Regions from separate parts of the Sus scrofa genome. Here region 2 is linked to region 1. A link is a contact called in public HiChIP or PLAC-seq data. All regions are on one chromosome and are shown on one strand. Each heading gives the region's core, a stretch centred on a gene start, on an enhancer-like site or on the middle of the called end of the contact. The rest is flanking DNA. Distances are from core to core; before and after follow the strand shown.

What was found. HiChIP or PLAC-seq counts read pairs in DNA pulled down with a chosen protein or histone mark.
Region 2: a contact with region 1 is called in an H3K27ac HiChIP or PLAC-seq map of alveolar macrophages. The contact joins two enhancer-like sites. A contact is called at or near these places in 1 of 47 Hi-C or Micro-C datasets (embryonic fibroblasts) and 1 of 2 datasets of contacts at active chromatin or transcription factors (alveolar macrophages).

What each region holds. Positions count from the first base shown.
Region 1 is chr8:119,726,916-119,732,435 of Sscrofa11.1, reverse strand. The region is part of intron 10 of PPP3CA (protein phosphatase 3 catalytic subunit alpha); the gene reads right to left. Among named protein-coding and RNA genes, the nearest start is that of PPP3CA, 300 kb to the right of the region's middle. Within about 2 kb of position 3,200, at least 1 of the 83 cell types and tissues checked has an H3K27ac peak or open chromatin away from gene starts, as enhancers often do. A contact at or near this core is called in alveolar macrophages, where this site is marked.
Region 2 is chr8:120,449,671-120,455,581 of Sscrofa11.1, reverse strand. No RefSeq gene overlaps it. Among named protein-coding and RNA genes, the nearest start is that of DDIT4L, 81 kb to the right of the region's middle. Within about 2 kb of position 4,306, at least 1 of the 83 cell types and tissues checked has an H3K27ac peak or open chromatin away from gene starts, as enhancers often do. A contact at or near this core is called in alveolar macrophages, where this site is marked.

The DNA of each region.
Region 1 (5,520 bases), core at 1,951-4,450:
TCCAAAGGACACTATTTTCACCTCCAAGTTTAAGTAATTGTAAAGAATTATGTTGTAAACATTGCCATTTTAAAATGAAATGGCTAATCTTTTTTTTTTTTTTTTTTTTTTTACACCAATGGCATATAAATACCATAGCAAATGCATATCACCATTATCCATTTAAGGAAAATATCCATGAATAAGACATTCAGATATTTAGAAATCTCACATTAGTCCTTTTTTCTTTGAAACTGCGTTTCCATTTCAATTTCCCTGATCCTACTTTAGTGAGTTATATATTAATACTTTAAAATACTTGTATCACCACATTATACCTTGCTGTCAAAAATATGTTAGAAATTTAAATTAAATGTATTTTTAAAAATTTCCTGAGACAGTAAGGCCCTAAGTCTTAAAAAAAATCTCTGGTAATGAAGATCATAATCAGTAGTGCCTAATTGAGCTATACAGCACAAAGATATGATAAATGTTTATGAATATTTTAATACCATAGAAATAAATTTGACTGGAATGTATCCCTTAATGATAAGGATGGGAGGACAGTCACACTGAATTGACTAAGGAGACTCCTTAGACCCTGAGTTTTTCCAGTGCCTCTTTGCTCAGTACCTCAGGCAATGTTCACAGTGACCATACCTAGGGAGACTTCGGCTTTTCTGCTAAAATGCGAGAGAAGAGTGCGAGAAATGCGGGACAGAGGAGGTGGGAAAGGAGAGGCTGCAGTGAGCCTGCCGCCCCCAGCTCAGGTGACTCCCAGACTGATCCTCTCTAGGAATGAGGACACATGGAAGCTGAGGATCTGAAAACAGATTCGCTTACTCCTTCTGAAACCTCTCTGGGTAACTGCAGTGGTGCAAATATTGCTGAATGAAGACAGCTGCTGTATCAAGAATGAGGTGACTCAGTTTCTAGAGTTGACGGTTGCTGGAAGATCTCCTTGACTAGCCCTGACTTGAGAATCCTATGGTGCCGATCCATTTAAGGTCAGGGCTGGTTAAATCCAGTCCAAAGAGATGGGACGTGCTGGCCTTCACCACAGAGCTGCGTGTATGCAGATGGAGGTTACTCTGTGAGGCCGAGGAAAACACCTTTAGGATAAGAAAGTCGAAAAATCTCTGTAAAAACTCGTCTTTTTGAGAATTACAACCTAAAATATTTGGAATGCCTTTCTAATTTTGATCCTGAAAATATCACACTACATATCCATAGGCGATAAAATTGGGACATAATGGCTACACATTCCAAATCACTCCAAACCACATGGAGTTCTTCCACATGTTTTTCAGCTCCGCTAAAATCTCAGCATGTCAGAGAGAGCCTACAATGGTGTGATATTTGGCATAAGGCTATTCTGTCTTATATGTCATTTCAAAAGCAACAGAAGATCCTTGGAAATATGCGTATTTTTAAATAAAAGTCTCTCCTGTGTAATGGATTTTTCAAAAGGCCAGTATAGCCTAGACGGTTTCTTCCCACTTCTCCTGTCATAAAACCTAACTGGATTCTTTGGATAGAAAGTCTTAAAAATGTACAGACTACCCTCAAATGTCAAATAACTGTCATTATTTGGTTATCTTACTAAGTAGTTAAAAGTTACTTTCGTTTGCAAGCATTAATTTGATTCCACGGACTTTTGTTCTCTGAGACATCGTGTTCCATCTGTTTGATGATTCCTTGGAAGTGTTGCAGAAATTGTCTACAAGCATAACTATAACTTACGTAAAATTTTAAAACTTTAAACGAGATTAGGAAACTTGGTTGATTTTTCAAGAAATGATCACATATTCAGCCTATGCCTTGCAGAGGACATGACAGTTTATTTATATTTACCAGAGTAAAAACTAATAGCATGTGAAATTCCATTTGGATTGTACTCTTTATCAAGACAGAAATTTTCAGGGGTCAGTTTATCAATTTTATAAACTGACCCCTGAAAATAAAAGTAAAATGAAATAACAAATGTCAAGCTAATAATATAGATGTATTGTCTACAGGAGAAATAATCATAATGCCTGGATGTTTACTCTGTCAAGGATTATTCTGGATTTTTTGAGGATATAACAGTTGAAAAAGGTATTTATTGGAGTTCCCGCCGTGGCTCAGTGGTTAACGAATCCGACTAGGAACATGAGGTTGTGGGTTCGATCCCTGGCCTTGCTCAGTGGGTTAAGAATCCGTCCAGCGTTGCTGTGAGCTGTGGTGCAGGTGGCAGATGCAGCTCAGATCTGGTGCTGCTATGGCTCTGGCGTAGGCCAGCAGCAACAGCTCTGAATAAGCTCCTAGCCTGGGAACCTCCATATGCCACGAGTACAGCCCTGGAAAAGACCAAAAAAAGAAAAAAAGAAAGAAAAAGAAAAAGGTATTTATTAAGGAACTAATTGTGCTTACATATTAAATGCTGGAAGAATGCATTTAGACTAGAATTTAATTCTGGACCCTTATGGATTTATAAACATCAAATACTAGAATGACATTTAAATGTCATCTCTGAAATTACAGACATTGAAGGAAAAAATAAACCAACAGAATAAAATACTATGTTTGTCCCAAGTGTTACACCCAAGGTGAAAAGCTAACTGAGTACCATTTGACAGCACAGTGTAAAAGCAGGCTGCAAGTATTGCAATTCCGTCATCTGACAGCAGAGGATGGTCAAGGTGCTGGCATGTATTGAGCTGAGCTGAACAAAGCCACTTCTGATGCTATTCAAGAACAAGGCAGGCTGTTTTGTCAGGATGGGAGTGGAGGTGGGTACAGTGCAGTGTTTGCCCAAAAAAGAGAAAGGGGTTAGAGCATTAGATTCTAGCCAATGATCAGTGCACAGGCCCAAGAGACAATTTAAAGAGGCAGAATGGTTCCCAGGTTGTGAGTCTTTAACATCACTGAAATATACTATTATCTTATCAGAGGAAAGGGATGTGCCAATCAAAACTGAACTGGTCAGCCACAGAGGCGTAAGAAAAGAGAAGCCCGGGCAAACATCTGAAATGTCTAGGGAAGAAGGTCCAGGGGCCGGTGGCCTTTTAGTATTCTGGCCCTACAGCAAGACCTCAGGTCATAAAATACCTGGCTTGTGCACATCTTTTAAGACAAATGAACTGGCATGTGAAAGGCAGAACAGTACAGCAGTGAAGAACTCGTGCTCTGGAGTAAAAGACCTTGGTTTGAGTTGTGGTACTGTCATTTTTGGGCTGCGCTACGTTGGGCAAATTACTAAGCTTGTGTAAGTCTCACCTTCCTCCTCTAAAAAATGAGGAAGGCTCTAAGTGCTTTATTTGCGTTATTTCAAATGGGAAGTTGTTGACCTCAAATCATCAGCTGTGAAGCAGGGAACCCAAGCCAGGATTCATTACATTTAGCAGGATGACAATTTACTTCCCAGGTGGGTAAAAGAATTACCTACGTAATGTGTTCATTCCCTCCCAACGTGCAACAAACACAAGTGTCAGGTACTATGCTACCTGTGAAAGCACTGAGCACAGAACTGCAGTACACGCTACTCAAAAATGTTTGCTCTTTATATTCAGAAGAAAGAAATGCTTGTGCAGAAGTGAATATTCCAGTTCTTCTAACAGTTACATTTCTCATTGTACAATAAAAGGTTGATTGTGTGATTATCATTAATCTCAAGCTGCCTAAGTTGGGGCCTTAGTCATGTTTTGTGCCAACCAGGCTAAAGGGTGGACCCCAAAATGATGGCCAAGTTCCCTAGGGTAGGCAAGGAGAAGCCAGGATGCTGATGCTTCACTTTGAGACAAAAAAGACCTCTCTATAAAGAGAAGCTGACCAAACAGAATCAAAACTTCTTTCTTTGGAGTTCTGAGAGAAACTGGGAGAAAGTGTCATAGCTTCTCGTGAGCTAAGAGTAAAGATGAAGGGATAAAATGGATTTTTAGGGACGTGAAAATAGACTAGAAAAATAGTTTTAAACTTAAGATTTTCTAAGTATTTATTAAACTTTTTCAGATAGCCTTTAAACATGCCCTCTGAGATCCAACAACTATAAAGAGAATGTTTTACAAACTTTGGACTCGCCACAACAACTGCGCAGTTGTTGAATTAATTATTAATTATTCTCATATAAGTACAACCTTCAGATGAAGAAGTTGAACCTATAAAATGCCTTAGTAGAAAGGGGATCTTACAAGCTTTGCCCAAAACACAAGAGAAACATAACATCTTCTTATGGCATGAATTTTCAACAAGCTGACATTACCCACTATAGTTCTGTGAAAAATGCCTTTCATGTGCCAATTACCTCAACCTTGTTTGTGAGAAATGACGTCTTTCTAAAATACGGAGACATACATGTTCACAAAATCTTTGCCTTTGTTGAGGAAAGAGAGCTCTCTACTTCAACATCTTTCAAATAAAGAATACATTAAGGGAGTTCCCGTCATGGCGCAGTGGTTAATGAATCCGACTAGGAACCATGAGGTTGGGGGTTCGGTCCCTGCCCTTGCTCAGTGGGTTAAGGATCCGGCGTTGCCATGAGCTGTGGTGTAGGTTGCAGATGCGGCTCGGATCCTGCGTTGCTGTGGCTCTGGCGTAGGCCGGTGGCTACAGCTCCGATTCGACCCCTAGCCTGGGAACCTCCATATGCCGCAGAAGCGGCCCAAGAAATTAAAAAAAAAAAAAAAAAAGAAAGAATACATTAAGGTTTATAGAGCCCATGCTTATTTCCCTTTTTATTAGGCAACATGGACTTCCTTCTCAAATAAATTTTATAAATACATTTAATTAAAGTGTATGCTTAATATGCAATAGCTAATGATTAATGTAAGCTGGCCAATGTCACCATTAGTTGAAGGAAAGTTCAAATGCCACAAAAATCAATGATTTTTAAAACTGTGAGCATTGTATATGTGTATGATACATATATTTATGGAAATGCAGTATAAAATTCTAAAGTATTATTTTGCTGTGAGTATAATATTCTAGCCAATGGTGGACATTATCCAACCAATTAGTTATAACAGGGATACGGCTTTTTTTTTTTTTTTTTAAACATTTAGTTTGTTTTGCTAAGTCTGCATTTGTGTGCAATGTGAAAATGATGCCAGCTAATAAACTCATTTGTATAAAATCATGTAGTACAAGAGAAAGCATTACTTTCAATGTCTGTGTACTATATCATTTTAATTGGCAACTTAAAAAGATTTTAATTACTGTAATGACTTGAAGATACTGATTACAATACGATAGCTAACCAGGCACTTGGTTTGATAGCCAAGGCCCCAAAATATCAACACCCATAAATATGACAGGGATTTATACCCTAGTACCTAGAAAATGCTTATTGATTTTTAGACGTTTCAGTTTTAACAATATACTGGATATAACTGTTTCCTTTTTTATAGCATAACTAAGAGAAAAAAAAAAAAAGCAGTTCCCTGTACTATAAAGAGTTCAGAGTACAAAGGATACATTTATAGTGACAAAAATGATATATAGCCTCTAAATTACACACTGAAATATTAAGTAATGGAAAAAAACCCAACAATAAACTGGAAGGTA
Region 2 (5,911 bases), core at 3,057-5,556, 720 kb before region 1:
AGACATGCTTGCACACAGCGGGGCTCAATAATGTGTGTTTAATACATCTGCTATTTTGCTTTCCACTCTGATGCCACTTTCATGTACGTTAAAAGTCTTTTTTTTTTTTCAAATCGAAATCAGTTCACTGTGATAAAAATACGAATGTTTAAAGTAAGTACAGAATGTAATTTATGATGGGGACCCACTTTGATGGGCTAAGGAGGTATATTTATTTTGTATTTCCCACTGACTGCATGTCTTGCATGTCTCCACAACGTGGTATGAGAAGGCATAAGACATAAAAGAATGAGGAAACTTCCACAAATTGTATGTGCATCTAAAAATAAAATGTCATGAAAAGGAAGACTAAGAAATACTAGATTGAATGAAAGCTCGATGAGCTGGTTGATTGATTGCTCCCAGCTCTCTTTTCTTCTTCAAATAAAGCCAATTGCATTGTTTTTGTTCTGAGGAATTTGCTGCTAATCTGTACAGAAAAATTAGGAAGAAATAAACAATAGCCACATGGGGGAGATGACAAGGATCAGAACGTGGTTCTTTAAACTTGGATCTTTACACCCAGGTCTGGGGATCCCGACTCCCTGCTGAGATAGGTAAATGGAAAGCCTCTTTGCACTGTTTTTCTAGCTTCCAGAGTATATTGAAACTTACAAACAAGTCTTCCAAGGTCTCCATTCTGCCCATCTGACCACCTCTGCCACACAGATGAATTCCTCCTCAACAGCTTGTCTTTCCTGGCCAGGAGATACCAGCAACATCTCCTGAACAACAGTAGGAGGCTCCTGGTCTCAGCTGCAGAACTTCTAGTGTTGGTTACAACTGTGCCATTGTGTCCACTTCTGCCCCTGATATCTGTATGAATCTCATAATATTCATTTTTTTATTTTTTATTTTTTTATTACTTAACAAATATATTTAAGGTTGTACAATGATCATCACAATCCAATTTTATAGGCTTTCCATCCCGCATGCCCAGCGCATCCCCCCCCCCAAAACTGTCTCCTCTGGAAACCATAAGTTTTTCAAAGTCTGTGAGTCAGTATCTGTTCTGCAAAGAAGTTCAGTCTGTCCTCTTTTCAGATTCCACATGTCAGTGACAGCATTTGATGTAATATTCATTTTTCACTTTAGAGAAGTTTGGCTTATATGTTGAAATATATTTATTTAAGAAAACGTTATCACTTACCTCTGTGGTGACTTTTTACTATGTCAGCTTTATTAAACTGAAACTGTTTTCAAGAATCCTCTTGGATGTATGTTTCAGTGCTAGAGTTGTCCAGCAGAGAAATTTGCATGGTATTGGGAAGACAGAACAGAAGCATGGCCATCTTTTTTTAGGCTCTGAAACTTGGTGTAGGGTGCCAGGCACTGCAGCAGCCTGTGAATGTTGTCACCGATCTTCTGGCTTACTGTGGTGGCCAGGGGAGCAGCACCTGGGCCTGCAGCTTCTCCAGCTCTTGCTGAAGCATCTACTGCAGCTTCTCTGGGTGGGCACTGGTGCTGCTTCTGCAGGCCACCTGTGTCACTGAGGCTGGAGGTGGGGAGGCAGATGCAGGCTCCTGTTTACCTTATGCTCCCCTGCTCCACACCCAGCTTTTCTCCTCTACTGTTCCAGCTTCCCTATTGCAGTGCCAGGCCCCATATCAGAGGCAGACCACGGGCTTCTTTATCTTACATCACTCACTGTGGTTCTGCTTCTCTAGGGGACCCATGACCCACACAGCCTGCATACGCCAGAAGGCTTTGGGGTTTTAAAATGATGAGCCAAAGAAGTACTGACCTTTCTTTACAGAGCTTAAGAGTTAGTTTAGGATATTATTATTATTATTGTTATGCAAAAGGAGTAACATATGGTGTTTTTAATTTTCTTTTCTCTTTTTTTTTTATTTATTTTTTTTGTCTTTTTGCCATTTCCTAGGGCTGCTCCTGCGGCACATGGAGGTTCCCAGGCTAGGGGTCGAATCGGAGCTGTAGCCGCCGGCCTACGCCAGAGCCACAGCGACGTGGGATCCGAGCCGCGTCTGCAACCTACGCCACAGCTCACGGCAACACCAGATCCTTAACCCACTGAGCAAGGCCAGGGATCGAACCCATAACCTCATGGTTCCTAGTCGGATTCGTTAACCACTGAGCCACGATGGGAACTCCTCTTTCTTTTTTTTTTTAAATTATTATTATTATTATTATTAATTTTATGGCTGCATCTGTGGCATATGGATGTTCCCAGGCCAGGGACTGAATCCCAGTGCAGCTGCAATCCATGCCACAGTGGTGGCAATGCCAGATCCTTTAACCCACTGTACTGGGCCTGGGATTGAACCTGCACCTCTGCGGCAACCTGAGCCACTGCAGCTGGATTCTTAGCCTACTGCACCACAGTGGGAACACCAGTGTTTTTAATTTTCAATCAGACTGAGGACTCTTTAACAATATATTTTATACATTTAAAATTTTTTTCAAGGATTTTTCTTCTTATTTAATCACTGTCATGAGATCTTTGCAGATGCAAAGAAGACTAAGAGGGGGGTTTAAGGCTTCTTTTAGGCTAAACAGAGGTTTCAGGCAACTCCTACCCAAAGGTCATATGATTTGCAAGTGGTAGATATTTAATCTTTGGGTTCATATTCTAGCACTTGTTTATGTGCAATAGTTATGAAAATTAATCAATTTCTTAGTTCCGTGGAACAAATATTATTATCACTTGGGTCTCTACCAAAATATTTACCAATCCAGAGAATTACATAAATCTAATAGGATTCTTGGCACCATGCAGAAAATCACATGGGATTTTTCAGTTTTCAAACAGCTATCTTGATGCTCAGTAGATGTGACCATAGAAATATGAACAAATAAAATGTCTTGATGACCTCTCCTCTGACCCTAAGCTTCGCCTAATAGGCACGTACAGTTTCACTTTTAGATCATGCCTTCCCATGGAGATACTGAGATTTCATTTCCAATCTAACTACACAGAGGCAGATCTGGAGTGACAGACACTTCTGCAGTATGCCATCTAGATGGAATCTGACAAAAAGTGACTGTCACAATAGTTCAGTTCCAGAGCCTAAGAACTGCTGAGTGGGTCAGACCAGTTATCCAGCTAGCAGTGTACTGGTCTCCTAAAAGCGGGGCCTCTGCCCGTTGTGACAGCATTCCTTAAGGGTTGGGGCACACATCCATCGTCTTTAACCTGTTCTTTAAGGTTTTTTTAAATAATCATAATATATGCTGGTTTGTAAAATTAGGCTTTATAGAAGTGTGTGGAGAAAAAAAGAAGTCTCCTCCACCACCCCATTCTCTCTATCTTACTCCCCAGAGTTCTGCCCTCAAAAAGTAACACCTATGTATACCATATATATATGTTCATATGGAACAAATGATCCTAGCTACAGAAAAGAAACAAACCACAGACTTGGAGAACAGACTTGTGGTTGCCAAGGGGGAGAGGCAGGGAGTGGGATGGACTGGGAGTTTGGGGTTAATAGATGCAAACTACTGCATTTGGAGTGAATAAACAATGAGATCTTGCTGTATAGCTCAGGGAACTATAGCTAGTCACTTGTGATGGAATAGATGGAGGATAATGTGAGAAAAATAATGAATATATACAGGTATGACTGGGTCACTTCGCTGTACAGCAGAAGTTGACAGAATATTGTAAATCAACTATAATAGGAAAAATAAAAATCTTTAAAAAACATATACATTCAGGAAGTATTTACTGAATGCTTTTTTTTTTTTTTTTTTTTTTTTTTCTTTTTAGGGTCACACCCACAGCATATGTAACCTTCCAGGCTAGCGGCTGAATAGGAGCTGCAGCTGCCAGCCAACACTACAGCCACAGCAACACCAGATCCAAGCTGTATCTGTGACCTATACCGTAGCTTGTGGCAACACCAGATCCTTAACCCACTGAGCAAGGCCAGGGATTGAATGCACATCCTCACGGATACTAGTTGAGTCCTAAACCCGCTGAGCTTCAATGGGAACTCCTGATTGCCTTCTAATTATCAGGCACTATTCTCGATCTTGGAATTACGGCAATGAACACCACTGACCAAAAAATTCATTTAGTCTATGTCCTCATCTGTTCAGGCTGCTATGACAAATTACCACAGATGAGATGACTTAAATAACGAACATTTATTACTCACAGTTCTGGAGGCTGGGAAGTCCAAGATCAAGGCATCAGAAGATTTGGTGTCTGGTGAGGGCCTGCTCCCTGGTTTGCAGACGGCTGTCTTCTCATTGCATCCTTGCAGTGTGAAGAGCAGAGAGGAAGCAAGCTTTGGTTTCCTGTCTTACAAGGACACTAATCTCATTCATGAGGGCTCCACCCTCATGACCTAATCACCTCCCCAATGCCCCACTTCCTAATATTATCACATGGGGATTAAGACTTCAATATATGAAGAGTGGTAACGAACCCAATTAGTATCCACGAGGATGCACGTTTGATCCCTGGCCCTGCTCAATGGGTTAAGGATCTGGCATTGCCACGAGCTGTGGTGCCTTTTGCAGAACCAGCTCAGATCTGATCTGGTGCTGCTGTTGCTGTGGCTTTAGCTTGGCCAGCAGATACAGCTCTGATGTGACCCCTAGCCTGGAAACGTCCATAGGTTGCAGGTGTGGCCCTAAAAAGACAAAAAAAAAAAAAAATTTCAAGCTATGATTTTTTTTTGGGGGGGAGTACAAACATTCACTCCAGAACAGTTTACATTTAGCCCATGGTAATATTTACACATGTTAGTTAGCGTGGGTTAACACATGTAACACATAGACCCCAAATATTTAATAGCTCTGAATTACAGAGATGTATGTCTTGCATAGTTAACATGATTGGGCTGTGAACAGTCACTGAGGCACTCAAGAAGATGGAGGTTCTCCGACCTTTAAGAGATGTATTCCAAATTTGCAGAACAGTGGTCTTTACCCTGGGCAGCTGGATGAGGTCATGGAGGAGAGCAGCGGGGAGGTTTTTTATGGGCTTACTTGTGAGTAGAGCATTGCACCTCCATTCACATTTCATTGGCTAGAACTCTATGACCTCAGCACACCATTTACCACCTGTGTGACCTTGGGAAACTTACTTAACATCTCTGTGCCTCAGTTCTTTATGTATAACACACAGATAACAAGAGTATCTACTCCTAGGGCTGTGGTGTTAACTAAAGGGTATAATGCATATTCCTTCCTTTTGAACAGCTCCTGTTGCAAAGAGCTCAATACCATTGGCTGGAGAAGTGGTCTCCTTGCGTGTCAGGAAGAAGGGAATAAGCATTTTAGTGAGAAGTTAGCTGTTCTGATCAACAAATCCAACCTTTTTCCTTTACACAAATGGGATTAAATTTTAACTACTTTTCTGAAACATTCTAAAAATCTTATTATGTCCTTAATATTCTTCCATGTTAGAGCTATAGACCTTCCTCCCATTTTAACAGCTGCTCAGTATTTGCCTTCATTCTCCATGGACATATCATATTATATTTAACTCACTGATGAATATCCTTGTTCACTGATTGTGATTGTGGTGTATATCCATGCTGTGTGCTCTGCACTGTTGCCAGTGAAGACCCTAACTTGTACTGTCGCATCCCCTGCACATATTTGGCTATCCAACCCAGGAAAACCACTCTAGTCCTTTGTGGGGTCTTCTCATGGTTTTGAATTATAAGTCTAGTCTTACCATTCTTACATTGTCTACTATAAGCAAAAATGGGGGAAAAGCTGTTTTCAAAAGCTTTTTCTTTAGGGAAAAATAGTTCAATTTTTAAGGAAATAATATTAGTAATATACAATATTAGTAGTAAGACAGCACTTATTCTGTCTGCTTTATTTCTAAAAACAATCTTCTTAAAAAATATCATTATCTTCATTTAACAGATAAAGAAACTACAGATCACAGAAT